2 separate regions of the Bos taurus genome follow, and region 2 is linked to region 1. The links are chromatin contacts, called in public Hi-C maps. All regions are on one chromosome and are shown on one strand. Each heading gives the region's core, a stretch centred on a gene start, on an enhancer-like site or on the middle of the called end of the contact. The rest is flanking DNA. Distances are from core to core; before and after follow the strand shown. Region 1 has its middle 8.5 kb from the start of ABHD2. Region 2 overlaps ABHD2 (abhydrolase domain containing 2, acylglycerol lipase).

Region 1 (4,666 bases), core at 1,338-3,837:
TAGGAAGGTCAAATCTTAGCCACTGGACCACAAAGGAAGTCCCTGAATAGACTTTATTTTAAAAAATAGTTTTGGGGACTTCTCTCGTGGTCCAGTGGCTAAGACTCTGAGCTCCCAATGCAGGAGACCCAAGTTCAATCCCTGGTCAGGGAACAAGATCTCACATGCTGCAACTAAGACCTGGTGCAGCCAAATAAATAAAATTAAAATAAAAAATAGTTTTGGATTCACAGCAAAATTGGACAGAAAGTACAGAAAATTCTCATTTACCCATCACCCTAACACATGCAGGGTGGTTTTTTTTTTTTGCTAATTTTATCTACCACCTGCCACATGGTAAGAGAAGGTTTTCCTTCAGACTCTCCTTACCAGAGAAGGTTCGGAGGACTGAGTTAAGGGGGGTTTTCATCTTTCTTTCCACTATGGTTTATCACAGGATATTTTTTTAAAGATTTATGTATTTACTTATTTTGGCTGTGGTGGGTCTTTGTTGCTGCATGAAGTCCTTCGCTAGTCACGGCAAGCAGGAGCTACTCTCGGTTGTGGCGTGCAGGCTTCTCGTTGCAGTGGCTCCTCTTATTTCAGAGCGAAGGCTCTAGGCACACAGGCGTCAGTAGCTGCAGCTCGTGGGCTCACTAGTTGTGGCTCGAGGGCTCTAGAATGCTGGCTCAGTAGCTGTGTTGGATGGGCTTAGCTGCTCCACGGCATTTGGGATCTTCCAAGACCAGGGATTGAACCAGTGTCCCTTGCATTGCAAGACAGATTCTTCACCACTGGACCTCCAGGGAAGCCCTATCACAGGATATCTAAAATAGTTCCCCATGCTACTCAATAGGACCTTATTGTTTATTCATTCTATATATAATAGTTTATATCTGCTAATCCCAAACTCCTAACCCAACCTTCTCCTCCCCTCCTCCCCCTTAGCAACCACAAGTCTGTTCTCTTGTCTATGAGTCTGCTTCTGTTTTGTAAATAAGTTCATTTGTGGCATATTTTAGAATGCACATATAAGTGATATCTATCTGTCCCTCTCGTTCTGACCTACTTCGCTTGGTATGATAATCTCCAGGTTCATCCATGTTGCTGGCATTGTTTCATTCTTTTCATGGCTGAGTGATATTCCGTATGTATGTGCCCCACCTTCTTTATCCATTTCTCTGTTGATGATATTTAGGTTGTTTCCATGTCTGGGCTGTTGTGAACTATGTCTTGGCTATTGGGCTGCTATGAACATAGAGGTGCATCTATCTTTTCAAATTATAGTTTCATTTGGATATATGCCCTGGTGACTTAGATGGTAAAGCGTCTGCCTGCGATGCAGGAGACCCGGTTCAATCCCTGGGTCAGGAAAATCCCTTGGAGAAGGATATGGCAATCCACTCCAGTACTCTTGCCTGGAAAATTCCATGCATGGAGAAGCCTGGTAGGCTACAGTCCATGAGGTCGAAAAGAGTCAGACACGACTGAGTGACTTCACTTTCTTTCACTTTGGATATATGCCCAGGAGTGTGATTGCTGGATCATTGTTGTTGCTGCTGTTTAGTCGCTAAGTTTTGTCCAACTGTTGTGATCCCATGGACTGTAGCCCACCAGGCTCCTCTGTCCATGGGTTTCTCCAGGGAAGAATACTGTAATGGGTTGCCATTTTCTTCTCGAGGAGATCTTCCTGACCCAGGGATGGAACCCATGTCTCCTGCATTGCCAGGCGGATTCTTTACTGCTGAGCCACCAGGGAAGCCCTTGCTGGATCATACGGTAGTTCTATCTTTAGTTTTTTGAGGAATTTCGATACTGATTTCCATAGTGGTTGCACCAGTTTACATCCCCACCATGAGTTAAGATTTTTGAGACTAGACCTCATCAGCATAACCCCTCTGAGGGAAAGGTGAAAGCTGTGGCTGCAACCTGGGTGTCCATGAGATTCCGCCTCAAGGCCTGAGATAGCTCAGGCTCTAAGGACTCCAACACTGTCACTTTATTGTCATACCCAGTGCTGCCTCTGTGTAAAGTCTGGGCAATGTGTTTAGAAAGCCCCAGGGCCAGGCCTCCTGGCTAGCTTCTGATTGATAACACAGATGAAGTTTGTTTAGAAGATCTAAGTTGCCATACTCAATAGTTCCATGAGGACAAACTATGGTGAAATTCAACGGTTTAGCCTCTTCTGTTATCAGTAAAGCTTCCTGCTGGCTGGCTGAACAAGATCCCTGTCTGTGACTTGGGCTGCTTCCTTAAACTTACTTGTGAAGTTGTCTGTGGTCACATCACAGGGTGCTTTTATGTCCAGGACAGTCTTGGTTTTACGCCTGCTGCCCCAGTAGAATTTTAACAGTGTTGTTATCCCCCAAATCTTGGCTTTCTCTGCCCACTGAAGCCAAATTTAAAAATTACAGAGACAGAGTTTGGAGGAAAAAGAAAGGTGGCCTTAATTCTCAGCCAGTGGAGAGGAGTACGCAGCAGGCTAGGGTCTCAAGAACTGTGCTCCCTGCCCCAAGGGAACCGAGGGACTTTCCATAGTCTGGGTCTCTGGTCTTTAGATAAATGATAAGGCTCAAAGTAATGAAGGTTTGCATTCTTTTTTTTTTTTCTTGCTTTGTTTCAAAACTCCTATCTGGCATCAGGTAGCCCAGGAATTGAGTCTGGCAGTCCAGTGTAGCCTGGTAATTGGGTCTGTTTGTCTCTGGATTTTTGTACTGTGGCTTTCTGGCTAAAAGTGCAAAAAGATAAAAAACTACAAGAGGTGGTCCCAGGTAAAGGTGAGCACCAGGTACAGGATGCAATTAGCACAGAGTTAAAGGATGATAGATGCAGAATGTAAGTTATGCTGAGTTAAATGCAGGATGTAAATTACATAGTGTCAGGTTAGTTTTGAGAAAAGCAAACTTAGTTACAAACCACAGATTAGGAATAGTTAAAGTGAAAACCAGGAATGATCAAGCCTGCTCACTGTTCTCTTTATCTTCTTTGTTCTCAGAAAGGAAAAGAAAAGAAAGAAAAACTCATTCCCCCTTTTTTCCTTTTCACTGCAACCGTGGCCCCTGTTCACTCTCAAATGGTCTCAATTTGAATGATAAATAGTGTGGTGACACTTGTACTTACATACGTAGGACCCAGGGCTGTAAATGTTTATGTAATACACACACACACACACACACACACACACACACAGATGAAAAGCTGTTTCAGCATTATAATCAGATACATAATCAGAGTGATTAATACAGGTGATTGGCCAGAGATGACTTCTTAGTCACCGTGCATTCCTTTTCTTGACGTCATCCTTAATTACAGTAATAAAAATTGAGTTGTTCATGCTGCTAACTCCAAAGGAGTCAGTAAAACTTGTGCATTAAGTAAGTGCTTTACAAGCCTTTCCTGCATAATTTCATGTTCTTGAGCTATTTTTAAGCTGTTTACATCCTGCCAGAGATCCCTATATTGTTTCACCATATATTGGATTTAATAACAGAGCAAATATTTTTACCGAGCAAGACATTTAGTATTACAGAGAGAGAACCAGAAAGCCAAGTCCTGTGTAGGCCAAAGGGAAATACTTGGAGAGCTCACTAAAAAGGACTGAGTAGTAAGTGATAAAGTGTAATCAATATCATGAGCAATTATTCCACAGAGGGAACAATTTCTTCTGATTTTGATTCTTAGAGATACGAACTGGTGCTTGAAGGTCTATGGGCTGAGGTCAGGGTGAGGGTGGCATGGCACCCGGGGAGGGGGGAGGACATGGGGACAGAGGCCTCTAAGTGGAAGAATGCAATTTGACTTGTCCAGAGCAGAGTCCAAGTGGAAAATCAATAGGAGAGAAGGTGAAGAGATAGAATGGGCCAGTGACACGACAGAGGCTGGTTACTATTTCATCGAAGTAGATGGCTTCATCTTCTCTGCCTGAGGATTTGGTTATCCTAGTTCAGCGCAAGTCACACCCCAGGTATCCTAAACTCCAGGCACATGCATGTCGCCTTGATCATGTTAACCCTGTCTCTCTGTCTTTTTTAAACTTATTATTTTGTATTGGTGTATTTCCAGTTAACAATGCTGTGATTGTTCCAGGTGAACAGTGAAGGGACTCAGCCATACATATACATATACCCATTCTCCCCCAAACTCCCCTCCCATCCAGGCTGCCATAACATTGAGCAGAGTTCCCTGTGCTGTACAGGAGGTCCTTGTTGGTGACCCATTTTAAATATAGCAAGCAGTGGGTACATGTGCATCCCGGGGATCGAACCTAGGCGACCTGCATTGGGAACATGGAGTCTTAGCCACTGGACCACTAGGGAAGTCCCTGAACATTTTTTAGATAAGAAGCTTTAAAAAAAGAAGAAGAAGAAGAAAACTAACATTCAATGTCCTGGCAAAGAAATTGATTCCCATGGCTTCTTATTTTTAAGTTTGTATTTCCATTGAGAGAGAGAGAGGAGAGAGCAGGTGCGTGGTCACAGAGGTCAAGGGAGGAGGGGGTGGTCTCGCAGTGCCCACTGCTGTAGTCCTAGCTCTGCCCCTGCTGCTCCACTGGACGGGCTCTGACAAGGTCACTATCACCCCCACTCACTGCCACGTTTTGCAGTCAGCTTTCAGACACCCTTTCTCGACTTCTTGGTAGCCTGGGACTCTGGTGGTAGGCAGCCCTGTTTTCCCTACATTCCCTCTT
Region 2 (4,405 bases), core at 421-2,920, 100 kb before region 1:
CCATCTCAGGCCTGACAGAGGTCGCCCTGGGAGCCTTGGTGGTGTTTTCATTGCTTCTGCTAGCAGGTGAAATTCGGCAGACAGGGGTGCATGTAGTGAGTGGAGAGCTGGCCAACCGGTGATGTTAAGAATGGGTCTGAATTCTGGCCTCAGCTGAAGAGGTCTGGGGGATGGGCAGGCTCCAGGGCATACATCTCATGAGGATAAATAGAATGTCAGCCTGGGAAGCAGATGGCTCAGGTAAGAAGTGCTTTACCCATCCATATATCTACCTATCTCAACCAATAAAGTTCTTTCAAGATGCCCCAATTTCTAATCAGGGGTTTCCCAGGTGGCTCAGTGGTAAAGAATCTGCCTGCCAATGCAGGAGACATAAGAGACGTGGGTTCGATCCCAGGGTCAGGAATATCCCCTGGAGAAGGAAATGGCAACCTAATCCAGTATCCTTGCCTGGAAAATCCCATGGACAGAGGAACTTGGCGGGCTACAGTCCATGGAGTCGCAAAGAGTCGGACATGACTGAATGACAGAGCACGCAGCATGTCTTCTTAACACCATTAAATGATTAATTAAACTAGAGATTTAGGCTGAGTCTGAACACACACATTTCCAGGGCTAGTTGGCAGCTGTTTGTGCTGAGGGAACGAGTTAAGTCTGCTGGATACAGTGTAGTCTGGGGACATCTGTCACCCTCCTTTGCTGGTTCAGCACCTCATCAAGCGTGAGCTAGTTTAGCAGCAGCTAGACTCTGCTAACTACAGCAAGCGGGGGCTGGCTTCTGAGCCTAGAACTGGCTGTGGCTAGTGGGGAGGTGCGTTACGGGATGAGAAGCCAGAGGGAGAGGACGGATCACTGACCAGCGGTTCTGGAGACTCAACTAGGGGAGGGATTTACCAGAAGCATGAACTCCTGTGTGGCCCCTGCAGCGGCAGATGGGCCCTCCCCGCTTCACCTCCGTGTAAAGGAAGCATGGCTGCCATCATTCCAGTGCGGAAAAGGCTCACTGCCCTCAAGCCTCGGCAGGAAAAAAAAGGTTACACTGGTTGAAAGTAAGGCACTGTCTCCTGGCGAGTAGATCTCATTGAAACGTTGAGGGGACCTGAGCCGTGAGCGGCCCCAGCACACATAAGACGACCGTGTCTCTGATCTGCCTCCAGTTTTCCTGTGCGTAGGGTGTAGGATCTTAGCCTGGATCTCTTTGCTCCAGAGGATAAAGTTGCCTGTTTCTCTTCTATTTGCAGACAACTGATGTGACAATGATTATGAATATAAAGATCTCTGAGGCCTCAAAGAGAAGTGGTGTGGACCACGTCTGCAAAGTGCATAGAGCACCTCACAGATGTTGGTTAGCTTCCTAGCTTAAACCCATACCTGGGATCCTCAATTGTGCAAGTCATGGGCTTGGCCAACAGCAGATGGCGCTGTTGCAGCAAAATTAAACAAGGCTGTTAATTGACGATTCTCCGCGTTAAAAAACAGGGAAAACAAACTTGTCCTACATTCTCGTTCCTGTCAAACCCAGTGCTCTCTGAACACGAAGTCAGTGTTCTAGTCACTTGACAGCGCTTGGTTTAGGAAGGGACTCTGATTTTTACAGACACTAGAAGCCTGGCCAAAAAACTGGACCGCTAATCAGACAAGAGTTGATTTACCCGGGATCCTGGGGCGTGCCCTCTGCTCTTTGCTCTAAGATCCCAGGTACTGGCAAGGATGGGGCTTTGGGTAACTCTGGTTACATCATGGCTGAGAATCAGGAGTTGAGTATTTCTAGCCAAGTCAACACAAAGGAACGTGTTCTGATTCAAACCAGAGTGTAGAGGGGAATTGAAGGGGAGGATTCCCAACAGGAGAATGAGGAGAATAACCTAGCCTGCAACACTAGAGCTGGAGAGACCCTTGAGGTCCCTGGGCCCAGTGACTGCTAAACACGGCTAACACCTCAGGAGTCACCTGTGAAATGCGTCCAAAAGCAGATTCCTGGCCCCATGCCCCAGACTCACAAATCAGGATCTCCGGGGCTGGGGCCCGAGAAAATGAATTTATTTTTATCATGATCCTCCAAGTGATTCTTAACTAAGTGTGGCAGTCACTAGTTCTCTAGATTGGTCTTTGTGATGCTACGATCCACTGATGTAGCCCACTTCTCATTTGACAATGCATAATGATGATAATTGGTAGTTACTGACAACTTTCTACGTGCCTGGCACTGTTCCAAGTAGTTCATTCTCATGAACTCATTTGACCCTCACCATGGCGTCACAGGGTAGTTTCCAATTATTGTCACCCCCGTACTGCAGGTGAGAACAACTGGGACCCAGGCTTCAGCCCTGGAACTCAGGAAAGGCTCCAGCAGGGAAGTATTTCCTGTCTATTTTGGGGTACATTTAAACTCCCCATTTTGGCCAAGCTTTAAGGCTTGGGCAGAGGCTGAATTCTGAGCCTGCATTTGCCCTTTGGATTTGTTGATTTCAAATTCCAGTAATAGATATTTTTAGAAATAACATAGCCCCTTATCCATTAGAAATGACAAAATAGGTTTAAACGACACCAAGACATACAGGTGAGGCAGAAAGTAAGGATTGTCTACAAGGACTGTGGTATTAGACTGGATCAATCAGGGCAGGGAGTTTGTTTTTTATTTTTTGTGTGTGTGATTTTAGATTTCTTCATTAACCATTTATAACACAAAAAGACATTATCACAAGGAGTGAGTACAGGAAAAAATATGAATGCATTTAAAGAATCTGAAGAGATGTGTGTGTATATGAGTGTGTTTGTGTGTGAGTGTGTATGAGTGCGTATATGTGTACGTGTATGGGTATGTATATATGAATGTGCATGTTTGTGAGTGTGTATGTGTATGGGTGTGTGTACATGAATGTGTATGTGTGTATGTGTATGGGGGTGTGTGTGTGTGTGAGTGTGTATGTGTATGGGTGTATGTGTGTGTGTGTATGTGTGTACGTGTATAGGTGTATATATATGAACGTGCATGTTTGTGAGTGTGTATGTGTATGGGTGTGTATGGGTGTGTGTGTATATGTGTGAATGTGTGTGCGTGGTGACTCTGGAGTGGTCGAGGACAACACTGATCTGGGCAGGGAGGTCAGAGCAGACAAGTGTCCCCCTAGGACTCATCCTGCAGGTTTCTGTTGTCGGGGGGCTAGCCGGGAGGTAAACCTCTACCCAGAAGGTCGTCTCTTATGTGTGATCTTGGGATGCTGAGAGAGATGACTATTTGACGGTGAGGGCACAGATTAAACAGTTTCTACAGATCCCTTCAGATGCCATCCGAGACTCAACTCTTTGGCAGGTAGGAGGGGTTGGGGTCATACGGTGGTCCAGCTCTCAGACCCTGCTTTGCCAAGTCTCCTGTGTTTTCATAAACCCACAGTTCTACAAAACTCCTGGAGCATGAAGAATTTAAGTAATCTCAGAGACTCCAAAGGGAAACAGCAGCTATTAAAGGGGCGGGGCTTTGGCTTACTCCATTACAGATCTGACCCCCAAAATACAGCTGCATATCCCAGGTTGAAGGGGTCTGACAGGACCACTCCAGTATATGATGTGGAAGCAAAGCAAGGTAAAATCAAGACCCAGACACTTCTGCTTAGTCTGCCCTAGCATTTCCCCAGGTCTTCACGGGCCAGTGTCTGGTGTGCTGGGGACATCTCAATAAATGAAAGCTAACTGGAGGACCAGTGGCAGCAGGAAGTGGGAGCACGTGGCCAGGATCACTCACCTCAGTGCGCTGTAGCCCTGGCACACGCTGACGCAGCACAGAACCTTTTCTTGGTTGGCCTGGGTCTCCCCCAAGTATTTACACACGATGTTACCGCCCAAGCTGAAGCCCACGACCACCAGCTGGGTCAGGGGATATGTCTTCTTGATGTAGTTTACCATGGCTCCAAATTCCCAGGTGCAGCCTGTGGACAGAGAGGTAAGAGAACTTGGTCATTTCAGATGCAACAAAGTTTGGAGAAAATGTGAGCTGGGAGGGTTACTTAAGTGGGTGCCAAGGCATTAAGAGAGAGAGACAGACAGAAATGTAAGTATACAGCCCATCCTCTGTATTTGTGGGTTCTACACCTGCAGATTCAACCAAACACAGATCGAAAATATTTGGGAAAAAAATTCCAGAGTTCTAAAAATCAAAACTTAAACTGGCCGTACATAAGCAACTATTTACATAGCATTTACGTGGTATTATCAGGTATTATAAGTAACCTAGAAATGTTTTAAAGCAGGGGTCCCCAACCTCTGGGACCGAATGCCTGATGATCTGAGGTGGAGCTGATATAATAATAACAGAAATAAAGTGCATAATAAATGTAAAGCGCTTGAATCATCCCCAAACCATCCCCCACCTTGGTCCATGGAAAAACTGTCTTCCACGAAACCGGTC

What was found. Hi-C and Micro-C count contacts between places; a contact is called where the count stands out from the background.
Region 2: a Hi-C map of liver shows a contact between it and region 1, with 2.5 times the contacts expected there. The contact joins two enhancer-like sites. A contact is called at or near these places in 5 of 11 Hi-C or Micro-C datasets (blastocyst, blood, liver and 2 more).

Annotation. Positions count from the first base shown.
Region 1 is chr21:20,565,347-20,570,012 of ARS-UCD2.0, reverse strand. No RefSeq gene overlaps it. Among named protein-coding and RNA genes, the nearest start is that of ABHD2, 8.5 kb to the left of the region's middle. Within about 2 kb of position 2,587, at least 6 of the 102 cell types and tissues checked have an H3K27ac peak or open chromatin away from gene starts, as enhancers often do. A contact at or near this core is called in liver, where this site is marked.
Region 2 is chr21:20,664,591-20,668,995 of ARS-UCD2.0, reverse strand. ABHD2 (abhydrolase domain containing 2, acylglycerol lipase) reads right to left here. Exons shown (of 11, transcript NM_001015549.1): 6 at 3,743-3,926. Among named protein-coding and RNA genes, the nearest start is that of RLBP1, 43 kb to the left of the region's middle. Within about 2 kb of position 1,670, at least 16 of the 102 cell types and tissues checked have an H3K27ac peak or open chromatin away from gene starts, as enhancers often do. A contact at or near this core is called in liver, where this site is marked.